2 separate regions of the Sus scrofa genome follow, and region 2 is linked to region 1. Evidence: chromatin contacts called from public promoter capture Hi-C data. All regions are on one chromosome and are shown on one strand. Each heading gives the region's core, a stretch centred on a gene start, on an enhancer-like site or on the middle of the called end of the contact. The rest is flanking DNA. Distances are from core to core; before and after follow the strand shown.

Region 1 (7,951 bases), core at 3,765-6,264:
TTGGAGCAACTGGCTCTCTGCTCCCTAGGCCTGCCTGTGGAGAAGCAGCTTCCCCGCTTCCCCTATTGGCCTGCTTCTTGCCTTAACCTTTTCTGGATCTCCAACCCCTTTTGAAAATCCAGTATGTTATATAACATTGCCCCCGGAAACATGTACACACTTGGGCTCACATACATAATTTTACACACAATTTCTGGGATCTGTAGAGTCCCTAAAGCCCATTCAAGGAGACTTTGGGCTCTGGTTAGAACCTCACAGTTCCAGGATTAAGACAAGTAAAAACAAAACAAAACAAAACAAAACACAAAAAACAGTCTTCAAATCCTAATCACTCCCAAATAGGCTGTGTGACTTTGGATGTGTTACTTAACTTCTCTGGGCCTCATTTTCCTTATACATAAAATCAGGGTAATAGCAATACCTACCTCACGTGGTTGTAAGTAATAAATGAAGTCACTAAAACTCAGCCTGAAGCCAAGCACATGGTAAGGGCTTATGGTGTTTATTGTCATGGTTATTGTTATTGTTGTTCCTGCAGAAAGTGGCCTAGGGCAGAATGTAAAAACCAAGTGGGCAGTCCTGGTTCAGCCAGGGTGGCAGGCAGCCAACTATTGGAGTCTACTTCTACAGCAGAAGAAACACTCTCTTGATTCCACAAGGAGTGTCACAGTAGCAAATCCCTGGGGGAAAGAAATGATCCCAATTGGTGGTCAAGCTAACTCATTTCAAGAAGTGTCAGAACATTTTTTCTGAGGGTAGCTCTGGCCTGAAAGCCAATGCTGATGCTTACACAAATACCTAGAAATGAATGGGGCAAGCAAAACAATCCAGATTAAAGAGGAGGGAGTGTTTGGGGGGTTACTTGAATTATTCTCTCATACTAAGGAATAATTTGTTTGAGTCTACAGGGTCTCCTTAGCCATGCCGCCTCTTTGTCTGGAATATTCACTAAACTAGGAGGAAAGCAGATTTGGGGCAGAATAATCCCTTCCCCTCCCACTGGATATGGAATAAGGCTGGATTCTGGCAGCATAGGCAGCAGGCAGGAATTCAGGAGTCAGGATAGAGTATAGATCAGGCTCTGAAGACAGGCATTCTCTCCGTGGAGCAGACTCCAGGGATCAGCTGCTTCCACCTCCAGAGGAGAAGACACCCAGCAGATTAGGGTTGGGGAGCCCTTAGAGAGTCTTCCTGATCCAGCCTTGGATCCCAGGAGTGAAGGGATACGGAGCAGAAGGTGGGATCCTGGAGCAATGGCAAAGTTCCTTCCCACCAACCCTCACCCCAACTTCCTCTAAATTACTTACTCCCCTTTCCAAATCTCACAATCTCCAACACTCCTCTGAGGTGGGACTGCCAAGGCCCAAACCTTCCCCCTCCTCCTTGCACAATTGTTTATACTCCATTAGCTTGACAAAAACTCACTCAGCCAATACTTAAGGGTGCCCGGTTCCGGCTCTGCCTGGCCTGTGAAGGTCTGAAGTAGATGGAATCCCCCCATCAAGGACCCAGTCCTTGAGGATCTCCCATTTTGGCAGAAGTGAGAGTGAGTCTGAAGACAAACCCAAAACAGCTCCTATCTCTGCAGGAGGAGCCCATGGATTTGGGCACTAGGAGTTCAAGAAGATCCCTGCTGCCCACACACTGGAGTCTGGAGTTTCGGAAAACCACAGGATAGGAGATAAAATCATTAGGGCAGTTGGCCTGGTTTTTGAAGATAATCTGGATGAGGTGATGGAGGCAGGGGGCCCTAAGCCACAAAACAGACAGGTGGCACCATGTGTGCCCCCTGAACCCCCAGCTGTGCTGACCAAAGCTATGTGACAGAGTTCAACCAATTATGCCAAACAAACAAACAAACAAACAACCAACCAAACAAACAACCCAACAAACAAACAAACAAACCACAAAGCCTTGGGACTGGGTGGCAGGTAGTTACCAGAAAGGGAAGAAAAGATTTGGTGATGGTGGGATGGAAGGGGTTATGTCGCAGATGATTGCAGAATGTTCTGTCCACTGTGACACAATGTGGCCAAAGACTAAAAGGGCAGGGAAACAGGGTTCCAGTGGAGGAATTCTATGTTCCCACCCCTATGTTCCCCAATTCTCCTTTCTAACCTTCCAGGCAGCCTCACAATAATCCTAAACTCTGCTGATCCTGAGAAACTGGAAGATGAATACTAGCAGGGTTGTCCTTAAGATCCTGTCTTGCAGGCCAATATCAGCTGTGGTGACAGGAACAAACTGGAGGAATGGGGGAGGGGAAGTGTGGGAGGGAGCCCCTCTGGAGGATTGAGACCAAGGAGTCCCCTAGGATGGGGGCTATGGCTTGCCTGAGGCTCTGGGTCAGGGCTTTGGGGTTTTAGCAGGAAAGGTCTGTGGGTCAGAGGCTGAAGCAGAATCCTGAGAGCAGGAAGTCAGAGGAAAGAGCAGATCCTCTTTGGTCCCAGGTCCCAGAGATTACAAGCCAGCAGGATCCAACTCCCTGGAGTCCTCTCCCTCAGGTCCCTCTCTACCATCTCCTGACTCTGACTCCAGGGCCACCCTCACCTCATGGCTCCCAGAATAGCACCAATGCATCAGAGACAGGCCTGCTTTGGGGATAGCTCTGCAGCTCTGAGGGAATATTCTCACCATTCCCGCTTCTAAAATACCTGTCCTCCCCCACAAAATGCAGGACAAAGATGCCCAAGAGGGTAAATAGCTTTTCCCAACACTCCCAAGCAGACCTGGGGCAGGCATTGGGGGTCCCAAACAAGAATCCATTCTCCTACAGGTCCTAACCAGGAAATTTAAAAACAAAAAACAAACAAACCAAAAAACAAAAAACTGATCTCTGATGCTCACGGGACCTTATGCTGGAAGCATCCAGGAAGAGAAACTGTCCCCTGTCCCATAGCTCAGCTTGATTCCCTCTCTGGAGGACATATGAAGGGACAAGAAGCCCAAGAGGCTAATTCTTCCCATCCCAACCTCTGGGCTGGGCCACAGTCCTTCACACTGGCCTTCTGGACCCTTTTCTGGACCAAGCAGGGCTGCCAGATCACACTGCTTGCCCAGGAGTTTACAAACAAAGCCAGGGAAAGGGCTGGGCTGTATGTGGGGAGGAGAACAGCTCTTCCTCCTTTGGCTCCAACTCCCCCCTCTTCTCCCCTCCTTTCTACAGGAACAGAAATAGAAAATTAGGGTGGCAGGGCAAGTGGCCCCACACAAACCAAAGGAGGGACTCAAGAGGAAAAAAACCCTGGGGCTACAGCCCCCCTTGGGTGCATCAGGGGAATGGAAGACATAGGTAGGGGGTTTAAACACGCCTAAATACCCACAGATTCACATACATACACACAAATATACACATGGAGAACCACACATAAATATACACATTCAAAACATAAACACATTCAAACACCCATGCACACAAATGCTCGCCTGATATAGAGAGAATTCGGACTGTAGGGTTTCCAGTGCCCAGTCTGACTCGAACCCCAGATCCCTCCTGGTTCCTGAGAGCACAGCCCCGGCCCGTGGCCCGGCCCCCTCCCGGCCCCCGCCCCGCATCCGGAACAGCTGGAGTCGGCCTGGCGGTGCACTCAAGCCCGGCGCTGGGCTGGGCGGGGCCGGCAGCGGGGCCCCGGCCGGGGCCCGGCAGAGCGCAGCGGGGAGGCCCTGAGCCTGCCCCGTTAGCCCCAGCACCCGGCCCGGCTACTCGGTCGGACACCAGTCACCAGACCGGCGGTGGCCCCGGCCGACCCGGAGAGCCGCGGCCCGAAGAGAGTGTGCAAGACTGCCGGAGGAGGTAAGGCTGTCGCTTTGGGCTCACGCCGGGGAAGAGGGGTCTAGAGTCACCAACAACTCCCCTTCCACCACTTGGTTGGGGAAAGCTGTGTCCTCTGGCTGGCCTCCTACCCCAACCCCCGGGCTCCCTCACCCCTGCTTCCCGTGTCGCCTCACTCAGGGCTGCAGAGCCCCCTCGGACCTCCCGCGGGCCAGCTGGAGGGCTGCAGATTCCTTCGCCCCGGGCGCGTGGCCCAAGGCCGAGGGTGAGGGACAAGTGGGTCTAGGGTTAGGGGCGCTAGGTCTTTGATCTCAGCTTGGCAAAGTCCTCTCTGGGCCCGCGACACTGGGCCCACCCAGACTACTGGTCTTACCTGGCCCGCGCGGCGGCTGCATACCTCCCCGGCTGAGCTCCTGCAGCCCTTCTAGGGCGCCAAATCCTGGTTGAAGAGCCTGAGACCTCCGGGCCAGCGCTGCCGCTACAGCCAGGCCGGCGGGAGGTGGGTGCGCCGGGAGTGCGGCTCGCAGTTTGGGGTGGGGGCGGCGGCTTTTCAGTCGCCGGAGGTTCGGGTGCAATAAAGGCGCCGCTAATGTAATTTACAAACAGCTCGGGCCGAGCGCGGCGCAGCGCCCGGACTGACAGGCGCATTAGGCAGGCTAATTCCAGCCGGCTCCTCCTACCCCAGGCCCGCTAATTAATGAGCTTCCCAACTTAGAGCCGCCTGCATTGGACGGACAGAGAGTGAAAGGGAGGACGAGGGAGAGGGAGAAGGAGAGAGACGGGGGGAGCGGAGAAGAGAAGAGAGAGGGAGGGAGGGAGGGAGAGAGGGAGGGAGAGAACAGGAAGAGAGAGAACAGAGAGAAAGAAGAGAGGAGAAAGACAGGGAGAAAGAGAAAGAGAGAGAGAGAAGTGCCGCTGCAGATAATTGATTACTCCTCGATCAAGGCTAACTTGTTAGCAATAGTCAATTGCCCCATCTCTCCGCCTCCCCTCGCAGTACGGGATCGGCGCCCTCGCCTCGGCTCTTCCAACTGCCGCCGCCAGGACCCGGGGCCAGGAGCCGCCGCGGAGCCACCTGACACCTTTAAATAGCACCGGGGGCTGGCGAAACTGGAGCCCCGCGCGGCGCGCCCCGGCTCGGGCCCCGGATTGCTGGAAGCCCCGGCGGCTGTGGCGCCCGCGTCAGCGCCCTCCTCCTGGGGCCCCGTGCGGCTCTGTTCGCCTCTGCCGCTGCGCTAATCGGCCCGAGCCCGGCCCGCGTCCTGCCCAGCGCGGCCTCCTGTCTGCCTGCCACCCGCTCGCGCCGCCCGGCGCCCGAGCTGCCCGCGGGCTGGGTCCCCGCGACCCGAGCCGCCCCGGCCGGGCCCCCAAAAGAGGCCGAGATGACTTCCAAGGAGGACAGCAAGGCGGCGCCGGGGGAGGAGAGGCGGCGCAGCCCTCTGGACCACCTGCCGCCGCCCGCCAACTCCAACAAGCCGCTAACGCCTTTCAGCATTGAGGACATCCTCAACAAGCCGTCTGTGCGGAGAAGTTACTCGCTGTGCGGGGCGGCGCACCTACTGGCGGCCGCGGACAAGCACGCGCCGGGCGGCTTGCCCCTGGCGGGCCGCGCGCTGCTCTCACAGACCTCGCCGCTGTGCGCCCTGGAGGAGCTCGCCAGCAAGACTTTTAAGGGGCTGGAGGTCAGCGTCCTGCAGGCAGCCGAAGGTAGGCGCCGCCACTGGGTACCTTTGCGACCAGCACCCCGCGCCTGGATCCAGGGGTCCCACGCTTAGTGCCTGGTCCCTCTGCCCGCCTCCTCCCTTGCCAGCCGCCAGGGCCCTCCAGCCCAAGCTGCTGCCGCTGGGAGTGGAGATGCGTGGGACAGGACCCAAACCCTGTTTCCTAGGGACCTCTGGATAGGCCAGATCGAGTGACTGAGGAAGGGAGGCGGGAACCCAAGATCTCTCCGCAGTCGGTCTGCTCTGCCTGGCTCCCTCCCTTTCACAGTGGCCCGGGGAACTGGGGTTTGGAGAGCCTTGGCTAGGACCTTTTGGGTAGGTAGAGCTGAGTTGATTGCAATGTGGTGGAGAGCCAGCATTCACACCCAGTCAGGGAGTCCCTGTCTGGCTCTCTCCTGTTCCAGGGACATCGAGTCTTTCAAACCAACTCTCAAGTGACCCGGCAGAGACCAAAACAATTTTTTCCTAGGGACTTCCGGTAGCTGAGAAATGGGGGAAGGGGGCTTGCCATAGCTGAGGCTTGCCCTAGTCCTGGTGGTCGAATCTAATCCGGCAGGCGACAGCGACTGACCACAGGCCGGATAGGTCTAGGTGCGGTGAGTAAGGGCCAGGGTGGGGGTCTCCTCTCCCCTGGAGCAAGCCTATATTTTGGTTTCCTCGCAGGCCGCGATGGAATGACCATCTTTGGGCAGCGGCAGACCCCCAAGAAGCGGCGAAAGTCGCGAACGGCCTTCACCAACCACCAGATCTATGAGTTGGAGAAGCGCTTCCTTTACCAGAAGTACCTGTCCCCCGCCGATCGTGACCAAATTGCGCAGCAGCTGGGCCTCACCAATGCTCAGGTCATCACCTGGTTTCAGAATCGGCGCGCCAAGCTCAAGCGGGACCTGGAGGAGATGAAGGCCGACGTGGAGTCCGCCAAGAAACTGGGCCCCAGTGGGCAGATGGACATCGTGGCGCTGGCCGAACTGGAGCAGAACTCTGAGGCTGCAGGCGGCGGTGGCGGCGGCTGCGGCAGGGCCAAGTCCAGGCCTGGCTCTCCGGCACTCCCCCCAGGCGCCCCGCAGGCCCCGGGCGCCGGGCCCCTGCAGCTCTCTCCTGCCTCCCCGCTCACGGACCAGCCGGCCAGCAGCCAGGACTGCTCGGAGGACGAGGAAGACGAGGAGATCGACGTGGATGATTGAGCTGCGCCCCGGCATCTTCCGCCGCCCTGGGCTCCTAGCGCCGTTTGCCGGCCGCCTCCCGGACCGGACCGCCAAGGGGAGCTGGGACCTCCTCTGCAACTCCCGCCTTCTCCCCTGTCCCTGGCCCGGACTCGGCTCCCGGCGGCCGCCTCTTCCCTCACGAAGCAATAAACCCGGGCCGGCCGGCCGGGCCGGCCGCCGCGCGCGGCCTCCACCGCCCCGGGAGCCCTCGCCGTGCAGCTCTGTATGGCTTCTGTATAAATATTTAAACCTATACTCCGGGTTCTTCCCATCGCAGCCTGACTTTTTTCTTTCTTTTATTTTTTAAAATTTCGGAGATCTCCATGATTTCAAAGCTCTCAGGCTGCTGCCGGGTTTGCTGAGGGCGAGGCAGAATCGAGGGTAACGAACATTTAACCCCGAGGTCTGGAGGAGGGGGCCGCCCCGACTGTTCTGATTTTTCTCTGCATGTGGCGAATGCACCGGCCTTCTCCCTCCTCACTTCCCTAGGCCTATTGCAGTTGACTTCTTTTATTTCCTTCTGCATTTCCCCCCCTGCGTCGGAAGGGGCTGAGGGGGGCAACTGGGTCTTGACTTGCAAGTTTCAAATAGATGTTTTCTTCCCCCCTCGAGAGAAGCCTGTTCTCAGTGCCATTTCTGCCTCCAAATGCCCAGTAACGCTATTTTTAAGATTCCTTCCCACCCTCTCTCGGTTTCCTTGGACTGACTACCGAGGGGTCCGAGTCTTAGGGACAAAACAGGGGGAAATCCAACCAACCAACGAAAACGGAACCCAAAGCCCTAGAATTATTTTTTACTCTTTTTAGAATTTTTTTGCATGTGACAGAGATCGAGAGGAGGCCGACTTAAGCCCTCGCCCCACCTCCTCTGCAGCTCTGGGTCTGTCTTGCAGTTTCCAATGCCCTGCTCCTAGCTCGACTTGGCCAGAAAAGGGTGGCCAGATGAGGGTGGGTCCTGCGTGCCACTCCCCTGCTCCTGCCCTGCCCTCTCCTCCCCAGACTGTACCCAAGGCCTCTTTCTCCGATAAATAAAGTCTTTGCCATTTTACTAGAACCGGCGGTGACGGTGTCTGAATGAGTGGGCCCTATTCAGTGAAGCCGTGGCAGGTTCTGGGTGTCTCGCCGCTGCTAGTCACCCTCTGCCCAGGCCTTGGAGATTTGGAGGAGTTTCGGGGCAGGCATGAGAATGAGGGATGTGGGGGTAAGTAGTGAGGGAGGAGGCGCTTCTTGCACAAACCGGCGGTAGCTACCAAG
Region 2 (7,951 bases), core at 1,489-3,988, 330 kb before region 1:
CCCTGGAGTCCAATCATAAGTGCAGGCAGGCTACGGTACTTACTATGGGCCACACACTTTTCATGTATCTCCCTTATTATCCAAAATCGTATAATATTTATCTACACTTTATCCTAAAATATATTTATTCTACATGTATATATGTATGTGAATATAAAAATTTTTAAGTCTATTAATATGGTATTTTGGTGAAAGAAAAAATAGATATGTTTGAGTGTGTATGCGTGGAAAAATATAAGTTTCTGTGCAGAAATGTCAACTGTGATTATCTCTGGGTGGTAGGATTACGGGTGACTTTTTTTTATATTTCCACAATGAACATAGATTATTCACGAAAAAGTGTATTGGGTTCTCATTACCAATAGAAGTGATGCTTGATGGGAAGACAGTAGCCACCCACATACACATTAGGAGGGTAAATCTACAGGAGGGGTTTGACAAGACACTTCCACATATTTAGGGGGTTTTTTGTTTTCTTTTTTGCGGTTTTTGGTTTGGGGGGAAAAAAACTAACAATGTTGGTTTGTGATGTTACTAACAAAAAATAACTTAACAAAATCCTAGCTGATGAAATATTTGTTTAAATACTGCCCTTTGACCAAGCAGGGACTCAGATAGATTTTTGTACACCCTTGTTCACAGCAGTAATTATTCACAATTAAAAGAGTGGAAGCAACCCAAATGTCCATCAACAGACCAACGGATAAACAAAACGTGGGATATACATACAATGGAAGAATATTACTCAGCTTTAAAAAGGGAGGAAATTTTGACACAACTGACACCATGGATGAACCCTGAAGACATTACGCTGAATGAAATAAGCCAGTCACATAAGGACAAATATTGTATGACTCCACTTATGAGGTTCTTGCTACAATCAAATTCATAAAGATGGAAAGTAGAACGATGATTGCTAGAGGCTGAGGATAGTGAGACCAGGGAGTTAGTGTTTAGTGGGCAAAGAGTTTCAGCTGAAGAAAATGGAAAAGGTTTAGAGCTGTATGGTGGTGATGGGGGCACAACAATGTAAATCTACTTAATGCCACAGAACTGTAGGCTTAAAAATGGTTAAGATGGCCAATTTATATTATGTACTTCTTACAATAAAAACCAAAACCACTGTCCTATGAGATAACGTGCAGAATCTTTAGTTTGGCATAGCAGATCGATCATCACATACCCCAATTCACCTGCCATCTTTCTTCATTCTCCACCATTTCCCCTCAATGCTCCTTGAAAAAAGAGACCTTTTATTCACGCTTGCGTCCTAGCACCTAACACCTGACACAGTGTAGGGGATATTATGACAGACCAGGTGAATGCCTCAGTCTCACTAAACATTTATTAGGCCCCTAGTAATCAGCCATATACTTTCACACCTCGTGCCTTCACACATGCATCCTTCTTCTTGGGATAACTATCCCTTTTTCTCTATGAGAAAACACCTATTCATCTGTTAGGACCCATAAACATCAGCTCTTCTGTCAGGCTTTCCTTCAAAGAGATAATCACTTTCACCTCTGTGCGCTCAGAGAATTTTACGAAGAGTCCAATCTCTGTTTAACACACACACACATTTATTTACATTTCTTTTTCCTGACCACTCGGTGAACTCCTGGGACAACATGCCTTTTTTTTTCTATCTGCTCTAGTACACCACTTGACACACAGTAAAAGCATCCCTAAAATGCTGCCTGAACCAATGAGCAAATGACCAGCTGATTTCAGTTGCCACACTTTCCTCACTGGTCTCTGCCTGTGGATGTCAGTTCCTGCTGGTTTCCTGAAAGCTACAAGAACTCAGACCTAATTCATTCTGGCTGTCAAGAGGGTCCAGGAAGGAACCCTAAAGCACTGGTCAGTCCTAAGATGGGAGAAAGAAAGTCAGGACTCCATACCCCTGTGCCCACCTCTTCCAAGTCCAGCCCCGGAGTGAGGGTGGGGGCTTACTTTGTCTCCCTTAAAGATCCAGGGACCAATTTAGAGGCTCACTTATAAACATGATATTACAGCTGTAAAGGACCTCAGAAGTAACAGAGGTAATCCACCACCTCATTTTACAGATGAAGAAAGTAGGTTCAAACAAGTAAAGAGGTCGACAAGAGAGCCCACTAAATTAACGGAGTCTAGAGTCGTTAACTAGAGCCCAGGTGTACTGCCTCTCTGACACTAGACTGCTTTCAGCAATAGAACCTCCACATTGAGGTTCATGGAATCCCACGTCAAGATGCCGTCTTGTACCACTGACTAACTGAGGGAACTTGGGCTGGTCTAAAATCTTCGATTTCAGTTTCCTCTTCTGTAATGGGGTGAAAATTTAACAGCCTCCCCGGACGGCGGTGAAGAGCAAATGACAACGAACGTGAACGAAATTATTATTACTAGTAACAGAACTCAGAGCGGAGGAGGGTGGTGTAGAGGAAACCAGGGGTGTCCAGAGACGCGCGTCCCAGTCACGTCATCTCTCTGGGCCTCAGTTTCCTCGGCAGGACCTGGCCTGGCTGGCGGCCACGACCTTCTAGCTCTGCCTTCCCGGAGGCACAAGCACAGACCCTGTGGGAAAGGACAAGGGAGCTCGCGAGGGACCTCGAGTTACCGTCCTGCAACAGCGCCGTCTTCTCGGCCGCTCGGAGACTCTCCAGCCAGCCGGTCACCGCCATCTTCCCTCCGCCCGGCCGCGTGCCTAGCCGCTGTCATGGCAACGTTCCGCCTAAGGCCACTTCCGGCTACCCCGGAAGACGTTCCGGGCGTTTGCTTTTTCCTCCCCCTCCCGTCCCCCAACCCCCGCGCCCTTCATCCGCTCTCATTGGCTGCTCTGGTGAGTAGTTTACTCATGCCCACCACCTGTGATCCATCAGGCCCCAAGTTGACCCCATCCTGGACTGAATCCAGGAAATGGAACCCCACCCCGGCCCGCAGTCGGGAGTCCCTGGCGCGCGCCAGCTGCGTACGGAGCTGTGCCCCACACCTGCTGGCGTCTTCACCACCCCCAGCTGTGAGGCCTAGAGTGCCCCTGTCCCAGAAGGCGCCCCACACCTGCTACAGTCGTTCATCTCCCCGCAGCTGCGGGCCTGTGCGCCCCCGTGCCGAGAGGTCTGGTCGGAGACCAGGGCAGGTGCAGAGCGTTCCCCCACCAGCCTCTCTAACCTCCGCCTGCCACCCCAACCCCGGTTTTTCGTCTGTGGGTCTGTGATGGGTATAAAGATTATATGCAGGTTCTCCCCAGTCCTCACTCCTCTTGGGAGTCCAAGACCTTACTAAAGATGTGGTCCATTCCTAGCCTGGCATCCGTTTTGGTAAAGCCCTTTGGAAGTGGGAAGCAGCAAGAGCAGACGCTGCACACTGAATCTTCAGAGCAACCCCCTGAGAAATGATATTGTTTGGCGCCCCTCAAAAGCTCTTCCAAGAGTTCCACTCTTCCCCTCATTTCCCCCAGTGCTCTGACTTTGAAAAGCTAGTGAGTGTAGAGCTAGGCTAAACCACCCAAGTTCACTTAGGTTTTTGGGAGACTCTTGGGAACTAGGCTACTGCCCCCAAGGCCTAGTCAGTACACACCCCACCTTCACAGTCAGAGAGGTTGTGGAGCCTCACTTCTGCGTTTCCACATGACAGCTGCCCTGATCAACCCTCCAACAGAAAGACCAGGATCCAGTCATATCTCAATGGACCCCAGGGGCATCTTGAAGGCATTTCCCAAGCGGAGGAAAATTCATACCAGTCCATCATCAAAAGCACTTGCAAAGATTCCCAAGAGGGAAGATGGAGAAGAAGCAGGAGGTGAGTGGACCCACCCTCAGAACCCTCATGTACTTGAGCCTCAAGCTTCTACATAGTTCATGTCCAGAATCAGATATTACAGCTGACTCTGCCGTCCCAGAGCCTGCGGGTTGGTTTGTACCTGCCTTACACTAGGCTTGGTTCCCAGTCTTTGACAGGCAACTTGTTGAGACCTCCATCAATCAGAAGAATTCTTCCTGGTCCCTAAGGAAATGACCCAGCAGAATCCTGTGCTCTTTGTGAGATTGTCTGCTGGCCAGAGGAGGGGATCCAAACAATTTAGTTATTTTGTGGCTAAATTGGCAACTAGATAGCAAAAGCTTACCTGGTGGCCTGGGTTGGGGGAGAGGAATTATTAGACTGTGAGGCTTATAATGGCAAGAGATTTGCCATGCATGATACATAACAGGTGCCTACTAATTTTTTTTTTTTTTTTTTTTTTTTTGCGAGCCACACATGCAGCGTATGGAAGTTCCCAGGCCAGGAGTCAAATTGGAACTACACCTGCTGGCCTATGCCACAGCTCAGAGCAATGCCAGATCCTTAACCCACTGAGCAAGCCTAGGGATTGAACCTGCATCCTCATGGATACTAGGTGGGTTTGTTACCACTGAGCCACAACAGGAAATCCTAATATTTGTTGAAAGAGTAAATGATCAAATGCAGTGATATAGGGTACCTACAATGCACCAGACACTGTGTCAGGTTACATCAGAGAATAGGACATATCAAAATCCTTGCCCCTTCCACCGAGTAATGGCCCATGAGGAAATTAATGTATGCTTGTGGCGGGCTGTCTGGTTGGAGGAAAACGATTAGGGGAAAGGGACTGTGAAGAGTTCATTTGGATCATGTCCTAAAGTATGACAGTAGGCATCTGGATGTCCCCTCCACAGAGTGGCTGAGCTCCGTGCGGGCACATGTTGTGCCCACTGGCATTGGGCGAGCCCGAGCAGAACTCTTTGAGAAGCAGATTGTCCAGCATGGTGGCCAGCTATGCCCTGCCCAGGCCCCGGGGGTCACTCACATTGTGGTGGATGAAGGCATGGACTGTGAGCGAGCCCTGCGCCTCCTTAGACTGCCCAGGCTGCCCCCAGGTGCTCAGCTGGTGAAGTCTGCCTGGTTGAGCTTGTGCCTGCAGGAGAGAAGGCTGGTGGACACGGCAGGATTCAGCATCTTCATCCCCGAGAGGTGGGCTAGTCCTAGTCTTTTCTCAATGTTTTCTTGAGCACTCTTAAGTTATTAAAAATAACTTATTGTCTTAATTGGACACATTAAAAAAAGATTTCAGAGTAGAGAAGGATTGGAAGCAGAGAGAGGGCAAGACTTTTGGTGTCTTAACCTCCCAACACCATTCCTGCAGGTACCTGGATCAAGCACAGCTCAGCAAGGCAGGCAATGACTCCTCTACTTCCCCTGGAGCCCGTGAGACTCCGCTCAGGACAGCCCTCTCTCCTCCCTCTCCTCCCACCAGACCTGTATCTCCTTCTGAGAGGACAGAGGAGTTTGCGAGCATCCAAGCACAGGTCAGGAGCCTCCCTTCCCCTGGGAACTAGATCACAGAAACAGGGAGAGCCTGGTGGTTGTTCAGAAATTCCCAGCCCTCTGAGAGAGGAAGGCTGTCTTCACTGTGAAGCCACTTAGCTCTTCCCAGCACTCATCACTCCTGCATTTGCTCAAGCCACATCTGCCACATACCACTGAGGATCCTAGGGCTGGACACTGGGGGAGCCAAAGGGAACACAGCCCCACATTTAAGGAGACCCAGATCTGATGCAGAAGACCAGCTTCATTCTTGGGTCTGACTAGGAAACTCAACCCCTACTTCTGAGGAGCCCTCCTCAAGGAGGGCCTGAACTTAATGTCTCTTCTCCTTTCCTACCTCAAGCCCGGCTCTGATGGTGACACCAGTGATGGGGAAGAGACCCAGGTTAGTGCAGCTGATCTGGAAGCCCTGATCAGCGGCCGCTACCCCACCCCCCTTGAGGAAGATGGAGAGCCTAGCCCAGCCCCCAAGGGCCTGGATAAGTGGGTCTGTGCACAGCCTTCAAGTCAGAAGGCGACCAACCACAACCCCCACATCACAGAGAAGCTGGAAGTGCTGGCCAAAGCCTACAGTGTTCAGGGAGACAAGTGGAGGGCCCTGGGCTATGCTAAAGCCATCAATGCCCTCAAGAGCTTCCACAAGCCTGTCACCTCCTACCAGGTACCTGGGGGCCAGGGAAGGTTATGTGGGGCGGTGGGGAGGGGTCCTTCTCTTTACTGGTCAGAGATTGGTGGAGACACCAGTCACAAGTAGGGATCAGGTAGAGTGGTTAAGATTTTATGATTCTGAGACTTGCACAAAGGAAAAAAGTAGGAATTTTAATGAAAGCAGATTGGCAAAATCTTGGTAATTATAGAAGCTGGGTGATGGGAACTTGGGGTCCATTATACTAGTCTCTCTACTTTGGAATTTTTTTCCATAATAAAAAGTTTTTTAAAAGTTTAGACTCTGGAGGCCAACACACCAGAGTTTGAATTCTGGTTCCCATCAATCACTAACTATGTGACTTTAGACAAGTTACTCTTTTTTTTTTTGCCTTTTTTTTGCCATTTTCTTGGGCCACTCCCATGGCATTTGGAGGTTCCCAGGCTAGGGGTTGAATTGGAGCTGTAGCCTCTGGCCAATTCAGAGCCGCGTTTGCGGCCTACACCACAGCTCACGGCAATGCCAGAATCTCAACCCACTGAGCAAGGGCAGGGATTGAATGTGCAACCTCATGGTTCCTAGTCGGATTCGTTAACCACTGAGCCATGACGGGAACTCCTAGACAAGTTACTTAAACCCTCTGAGCATCAGTTTTCTCAGTAAAAAGGGACTAAGAATAGTAGAAACACCTGTTCCCATGAGGACTCCATGAGATGACCCCTGTAGTGCAGGTTCTGATACAGGGTAAAGTGTCAGTAAATGTCCTCTCCACTGTTGCCATGGTGATGGTGACTCGGTCCCTCATTACCGCCTTTCCTCTGCTGCCTCTGCTAACCTCTGTTCCTTTGGGAACCAGCAGACAAGTCCAGCCCACTCCGCCCAAACTTTTTATCTTCACCTGCACCCAAGCTTTACACAGCTACCTGTTACCAGCCATCCAGGACACCTGCTAAAGCAGTCAGCTTCCCCCACTGGCTCTACCCGCCCATCTGCTCACTCTTCCTTCCTGCCTCTGCCTCCTCTTCCTCTAGGAGGCCTGCGCTATACCCGGGATTGGAAAGCGGATGGCTGAGAAGATCCTAGAGATTCTGGAGAGTGGGCACCTGAGGAAGCTCGACCACATCAGCGAAAGCGTGCCTGTCTTACAGCTCTTCTCCAACATCTGGGGAGCTGGAACCAAGACTGCCCAGCTGTGGTACCATCAGGTCAAATGCTGTCCCAGCCCCCACTTCAGTTTCGCTATATCTTATCTTACCCTTATGCTCTGATGAGAATGAACCCGGACTGTAGGGAAACCACTTTTCAAAGGGGCCAGGGCTCATGCTGATCCCTCTCTTGGCTCCAAGAACCGCCCTGTTGCTTGTTATCCTTGAGGCTTCATCTGTAGTGTAGCCAGAGACAAGAAGTGTGTTTCTCCTGAGGAGACCAGGCCTTAGGGCTGAGTATCCAGATCAGTGGTTCCCAAACCCAGCCATGCCCAGAATCACCCCCAGCCCACTGGAATCATGAGCCAGTTTTAGGATTGTGGCCTGGCTGGATTGGGGTGTGTCTTCTCTGCCGCCTGCCTTTCCCAAGTCCCACTGATGACAGACCCAGCTCCTGGGTTGGTCCTGCTTCAGGCCTTTCTTAGAGTCTGGGGGTGATAGAAGCCTCGTGTGTGTGTGTGCACACGCGCGCGCGCACACACTGCCTCCTCATTGGTCCTGGATCCTCATAGCCTTCCCATCTGGCTTCCTTTTTTCAGGGTTTCCGGAGCCTAGAAGATATCCGAAACCAAGCCTCTCTGACTACCCAGCAGGCCATTGGTCTGAAGCATTACCATGACTTCCTGGACCGCATGCCCAGGGAGGAGGCTTCAGAGATCGAGCAGACAGTAAGCAGATGTCCCAGGCAGTGAGCACAGCCAGGCCCTACTCTAAGGTCAGGGCCTGGCCTGAAACCAAGAACTCTTGATCCCTCAACAGGGCAGCCCAGCGGGCA

What was found. Promoter capture Hi-C pulls out the DNA fragments that hold promoters and counts their contacts.
Region 2: a contact with region 1 is called in a promoter capture Hi-C map of liver, with 5 times the contacts expected there. The contact joins the promoter of POLL here to the promoter of LBX1 in region 1. A contact is called at or near these places in 4 of 5 promoter capture datasets (fetal liver, fetal skeletal muscle and liver), 14 of 47 Hi-C or Micro-C datasets (adipose tissue, blood, embryonic fibroblasts and 10 more) and 2 of 2 datasets of contacts at active chromatin or transcription factors (alveolar macrophages and skeletal muscle).

Annotation. Positions count from the first base shown.
Region 1 is chr14:112,283,279-112,291,229 of Sscrofa11.1, reverse strand. LBX1 (ladybird homeobox 1) reads left to right here and starts at 5,014. Exons shown (of 2, transcript NM_001206336.1): 1 at 5,014-5,479; 2 at 6,157-6,969. The coding sequence starts at 5,155. The coding sequence ends at 6,677. It overlaps LOC110256659 (a long non-coding RNA gene), which reads right to left. Exons shown (of 2, transcript XR_002338515.1): 2 at 7,212-7,951. LOC102161206 (a long non-coding RNA gene) reads right to left here and starts at 3,459. Exons shown (of 3, transcript XR_307765.3): 1 at 1-3,459.
Region 2 is chr14:112,612,135-112,620,085 of Sscrofa11.1, reverse strand. It overlaps POLL (DNA polymerase lambda), which reads left to right and starts at 2,738. Exons shown (of 9, transcript XM_005671395.3): 1 at 2,738-2,821; 2 at 3,640-3,780; 3 at 4,677-4,971; 4 at 5,144-5,306; 5 at 5,669-5,986; 6 at 7,003-7,176; 7 at 7,716-7,844. The coding sequence starts at 3,666. It overlaps DPCD (protein DPCD), which reads right to left and starts at 2,748. Exons shown (of 6, transcript XM_001926725.4): 1 at 2,600-2,748. The coding sequence starts at 2,663.